2 separate regions of the Mus musculus genome follow, and region 2 is linked to region 1. The links are chromatin contacts, called in public promoter capture Hi-C maps. All regions are on one chromosome and are shown on one strand. The core of a region is the stretch at or near the end of the contact, and the rest is flanking DNA. Distances in the headings are between cores, read along the strand shown. Region 1 overlaps Cfap77 (cilia and flagella associated protein 77). Region 2 holds the start of Cfap77 (cilia and flagella associated protein 77).

What was found. Promoter capture Hi-C pulls out the DNA fragments that hold promoters and counts their contacts.
Region 2: a contact with region 1 is called in a promoter capture Hi-C map of liver, with 6 times the contacts expected there. The contact joins the promoter of Cfap77 here to the enhancer-like site in region 1. A contact is called at or near these places in 3 of 39 promoter capture datasets (liver and stem cell-derived epiblast-like cells), 3 of 15 datasets of contacts at CTCF or cohesin (the NIH/3T3 cell line, large pre-B cells and pro-B cells), 18 of 484 Hi-C or Micro-C datasets (8-cell embryo, the AML12 cell line, the AtT-20 cell line and 9 more), 5 of 115 datasets of contacts at active chromatin or transcription factors (the SCID.adh cell line, bone marrow-derived macrophages and embryonic stem cells) and 4 of 9 other capture datasets (adipose tissue, embryonic stem cells, liver and 1 more).

The regions. Positions count from the first base shown.
Region 1 is chr2:29,006,648-29,009,347 of GRCm38.p6, forward strand. The region is part of intron 1 of Cfap77 (cilia and flagella associated protein 77); the gene reads right to left. Among named protein-coding and RNA genes, the nearest start is that of Cfap77, 47 kb to the right of the region's middle. Within about 2 kb of position 1,269, at least 5 of the 459 cell types and tissues checked have an H3K27ac peak or open chromatin away from gene starts, as enhancers often do. A contact at or near this core is called in liver, where this site is marked.
Region 2 is chr2:29,053,799-29,056,498 of GRCm38.p6, forward strand. It overlaps Cfap77 (cilia and flagella associated protein 77), which reads right to left and starts at 1,268. Exons shown (of 6, transcript NM_001166705.1): 1 at 1,016-1,268. The coding sequence starts at 1,210.

The sequences.
Region 1 (2,700 bases), core at 19-2,518:
GCTACAAACGGGCGGAGACCAGCCCGTAATTACCAAAATAGAAAAAGAACAGCGTTTTGTAATGAATGACAAGCGGCTGAGTGGAAATCTAATTTGGTCTAATTAAGCAGCCTTTTGTGAGGATTTGTCTTTAGATGAAAAGAGGGAGCAAGGAGATCTAAATGCAAATGAAGCCCTTCTTGGGGTTTTAAAGAGCCAGTGAGACTTGGTCTGGCCTGGCGGCTTTATGGGGCTGTAAGTCTCTCCACTACACTTCAGTCCACCCTTGGGGGAACGTTTTGCTCCCCACTTTTTGTATCATTTTAAACTGGACAGCTTGACAAGGCCATCAGGGAGCTTCATCTTCTTCGGTGGCAGTGAGTGACAACATGCAGTGTTGCCCACCAGAGAAGATGACCTGAGCCTTGGAGTCCAGGATCAACATCCATGTTTGTGGACATATTTGTACATACATATGGAGGCCGGAAGTTGACATCAAGTATTTTCCTCTATAACTCTATGCCTTAGTTTGTCAGACAGGGTCTTTCAGTGAATCTGGAGCTCATGATTCAGCTAGGCTGTCTGGCCATTGAACCCTGGGGTATTCAGGCCTCTGCCAGTACTGGGATTGCGGGTGCAGAGTATCGAGCCAGGCTCAGGGGCACGGGGATGGATTCATGGCCTTGTGTTTATGCAGCAGACAGCCTACTGACGGAGACACCTTCTTACCCTCAGAATCCAGGGCTTTTAAGTGTGTGTTTGTGTGTGTGTGTGTGTGTGTGTGTGTGTGTACGCGTGCGTGCGTGTGTGTGCCACCTGTGTGTGGATAGGTGCCTATGGAAGCCAGAAGGTACAAGGTCTCCTGGAGCTGGAGTTATAGGCAGTTGTGTGCTAGGAACTGAACTTAGATCCTCTGGAAGAACAATGGGAGCTCTTAACCACTGAGCCATCTCCCCAGCCCCAGAATCCAAAATTTGTATTAAAAACTGGTGGTGGCACACGTTCTTAATCCCAGCCAGCATTCCAGAGGCAGAGGCAGGCAGATCTCTGAGTCTGAGGCAGGTCTAATCCACAGAGTGAGTTCCAGACAGCCAGGGCTACACAGAGAAATCGTGTCTCAATACAGACAAACGAATAAATACGACTGGTACACAGACATCACAGATATGGCTGGCCTCCTCGGAGGTTGAACTTTAAACTTTGATTTTGGTCCTTCCAAAGGTTAGCTGACACTGTGTGGTCCACAGCCCCCACTACAAATTGCGTTCCTACCCTGGACAAACTGGTATGAATGCAGACCTTTGAACTAGGTAGGATGAGAGGTTATAGGTCATCACCCAGGAACTGGGCTAGGGTCAGGGTTTTATTGGGAACGTGCAGAGGGTTGCCAACAAAGGTCTACTAGACTAACCCACAAAATATGTGAAGCAGGCCAAAGCTGGTTAAGCTAGCCCCTCACCCTGACCCCATCTCCAATCAAATGTTTTTCTTTGTTCCCAAGTAAAAGTGCACGTGTTTGGGCTTTTTCATATACGGGGCTAGAACTAGCTGAATGCGTGTGACAGTGGATGGCTGTGACACTGATCCGAGCTTGACCACAGTTTCTCCTTCCCTCTCTAGCCTACCCGGTCCACCATCCCTCCTCCTCTCCCTCTTTCCCTCCTCCTCTTCTCCTCCTCCTTTTTGTTTTGATCCAGGGTTTCAGGTAGACCAGGCTAGCCCTGGCCTCACTGAGGATAAGCTGAGAATGGGGCTGAACGTCTGATCCTCTCGCCTTCATCTGCCAACTGCTGGCGTTACCGGTGAGCACCGGCGTCCCTGGCGCATGTGATGCTGGAGGTGGATTTGGAGCTTCCTGTGAGCATGCTAAGCAAACTCCACCAACTAGGAGCTCCATCCCTAGCCCTAGAGCTCCTCTGCCTGTCTGTCTGTCTGTCCAGATCGTTCTTGTTTTACCCCTCAGTGTCTGTTTGGCCTGTAGAGGACCCTAGAATGGGAGCTAAGAGCAGGGACTTCAGATGGATGTGGAGAGAGCGAAGGCACAGAGCACTGTATGGGAGAAATACTTAAACATGTCTGTTTGAAGTCAGAAGTCTGAGGCCAAAGCCTCAGCTTCAAGGTTCCTGTCCCACCTCAGCCAGCAGCCCTCATCTGTCTGCTTCTGACCACACCAGTCTAGTTTCTGCCTGTCTCATACAGCTCTACTCCAGAGTACATGTCTCAAGTCTTACCTTCTTTTCCCTATCGAAACACCTGTCACCTTAGATGGAGTGTGGCATCCCAAGAGCCTTTACCGATGACATCTGCAAACACCCCATTTGTCCATAAGGTCACATTCACAGAGATTAGAATTAGGATGTGGATGTATCTTTTCAGAGGCCACTATTCAACTCCCACATCTCTGACCACGAGGCACCATGAAGCTTAATCCTATCATTTGGGGGAGGTTGCTACGATCTCTGTGTGGACAGCCACTCTGTTGACCCGCCCAGTGCAGTGGCCAACGCAACGCAAGATGCATGATCCCTTGGGTTCTAACCTCCTCAGAAATGGTTCTCTGTAGTTTCATGTTTAATTCTTTATTCTTCCTGACTCTCAGTGATGGGTGCCTTTCCCTCTTCTCTCAACCCGACTCCTGGTGTCCTCTTTGACCGGGTCAATCAGCTTATAAAATACAGAGGGAAACCCAGACAGGGTTATCTCAGGAGGTTTTCCCCAGCA
Region 2 (2,700 bases), core at 18-2,517, 47 kb after region 1:
CTTGTTCCACTGTGGAAACATCTCAGAGGGGCCAGTGCTAAGGATGCTGCTTCATGGGTTCCCTGTATCTAGCTTCTGTCCTCCTGGGAGCATTAATTAGCCCAGAAAGGTCTAACAATATAGGTCTGCCTATAGTCAAAGAACCCATCAGCATGCCCATACCTCTATGGAACCTGGAAACCGAGGTCAATTTTTAGAAGCACACTGCCCTCTAGCGGCACAAGATAAATTTGCGCCACTAAACTTCAACTTTACTTTTTCGGTCTCCCGGCGCCTAAAGAGGCAGAGCCACGGCCACGTGTAGGTTTTTTTTGGGTTTTGTTTTTGTTTTTGTTTTTCGAGACAGGGTTTTTCTATAGCCCTGGCTGTCCTGGAGCTCACTTTGTAGACCAGGCTGGTATCGAACTCAAAAATCCGCCTGCCTCTGCCTCCCAAGTGCTGGGATTAAAGGCGTGCCCCACCACGCCCGGCCCAAGTGTAGTTTTTAGCCAGACAGGAAAACAGACAAAAGTGCGGAGGACCAGCACCGAAAGGGAAAGTGATCTGTCTATAAACGCTGCTCCCACGCAAGTGCCAGCCACGCCTCCTAGAGGGCTTTGAATCTCACACCCCCAGCACACTTAAGATGGTGTTGTGATACTTTCCCGACAGTCAGTCCCAGAGCACCTGCTGCATAGTAGACCAGAGGTGCTGGGGAAGATGGATCTTGGGTGGCAAGGGCATGGATGGGTGCCTGAGACCTGTCTGTCACCCTGTGGGTACGAGCCCGGTAGAGATTGCCCTATCCATAGTCTTTCCCAGTAGTGGGGAAAGACCCCGCTAACGTGTGCCACTTGAGGACACTGAGGTTCCTGGACTGGCTACGACTGCAGAGGGTCCAGGAGGCCTGTTTCACCCAGAGCAAGTTTCCTACACTGCGCCCAAACCCTGGGCCCCGGGTCCCGAGAGTTCAGCAGCTGGAACCCATCGGCGGCGTCGGTGCCCGCGGAGGGGATGATCGTGCCCAGGCGCTCACCTTGACGATGAGCGGGTTCTGAAACATGGAGTCACGCACGACCCCCAGCCTTTCGTTCTCCATGCCCGTACGGATGTCGACCACCGTCAGCGGCCGTCGGGGCGGCGGGCAGATCTGGCTGACCGTGCGATGCACGGGCTGCTTCTTCTTTTTCCATGCCGTGAGGTCTTTCCCGGGTTTCGCCGGATCAGGCATCCCAGGGGCCTCCGGGATTAGACCTTGGCTGCAAAGCCCACAGAGTTCTGCGCTGTCTGAGGACTCCAGCCCCGAGCGAGCGCGCGCTCCGGGCTGCACCACGGGGACCCTGGGGTGCACCTCGCGGCAAGGCAGGCTCCGGAGCAGAGCGCGCCCACCTGCGGAGCCTCTGTCCAAAGCTTAAACCCCGCCAGTTCTTCGGAGTGATTTGGGCACCTCGCAGCAGACTGAGAGAGGGAAGAGTGTCTACACTACCCCTTTCGGAAAAATGGAACGTCCCGTCTCCTTGGTGACAAGACGCCAACAGCTCAAGAGCTTCCGGTTTTCTTTCTAGAAATTCTTAGCAACCACAGAGACCTTTTAGACCTGTCTCAAATCAACATAGAAAAACCCAAGAATCAAATCTAGGTTGTGTTAAAAGAGAAGAGGTTTTAGAGGATCACTTATCCTTGGCTTCCACCCTCTAACTACCCTACTCTAGTTACAGTTCCCTCCCAAGGGAATCTTTTCTTCTTCTTCTTCTTCTTCTTCCTTCTTCTTCTTCTTCTTCTTCTTCTTCTTCTTCTTCTTCTTCTTCTTCTTCTTCTTCTTCTTCTTCCTTCTTCTTCTTCTTCTTCTTCTTCTTCTTCTTCTTCTTCTCCTCCTCCTCCTCCTCCTCCTCCTCCTTCTCCTTCTTCTTCTTTTCTTCTTCTTTTCTCCTTTTCTTCTTCTTTTCTTCTTTTCTTCTTCTTTTCTCCTTCTTTTCTTCTTCTTTTCTCCTTTTTTCTTCTTCTCTTCTTTTCTCCTTCTTTTCTTCTTCTTCTCTTCTTCTTTTCTTCTTCTTTTCTCCTTCTTTTCTTCTCTTCTTCTTTTCTCCTTCTTTTCTTCTTCTCTTCTTCTTCTCTTCCTCCTCCTCCTCCTCTTCTTTCTCCTCCTCCTTCTCCTCCTCCTTCTTCTTCCTTCCTTTCTTCTTCTTCTTTTCTCCTTCTTTTCTTCTTCTCTTCTTCTTCTCTTCCTCCTCCTCCTCCTCTTCTTTCTCCTCCTCCTTCTCCTCCTCCTTCTTCTTCCTTCCTTTCTTCTTCTTCTTCTTCTTCTTCTTCTTCTTCTTCTTCTTCCTCCTCCTCCTTCTTCCTTCTTCCTTCTTCTTCTTCTTCTTCTTCTTCTTCTTCTTCTTCTTCTCTCTCTCTCTCTCTCTCTCTCTCTCTCTCTCTCTGGGATATGGTACTAACACAGTCGTACTGCAATAGAAATATGCATTCTTAGGCTTGAGGTCAATGCTAATTCAGTGGGTGGTCCCAAGCCAGTTTCCCTGTTGGACACTTCCTCCCACCTCGAAAGAAAAAAAAAATATGGATTAGATCAATAGTGTCTGACTCTGGAATCAAATGGAGGGAAACTGAAAAAGATCATCAGGTTTGGTTCACTGAGTAAGAATATCTGAAAATAAGGCCGGGGAGATGGCTCGGGGTGTGAAGGCACCTGCCTCTAAGCCTGACAACCCAGTTTGTTTC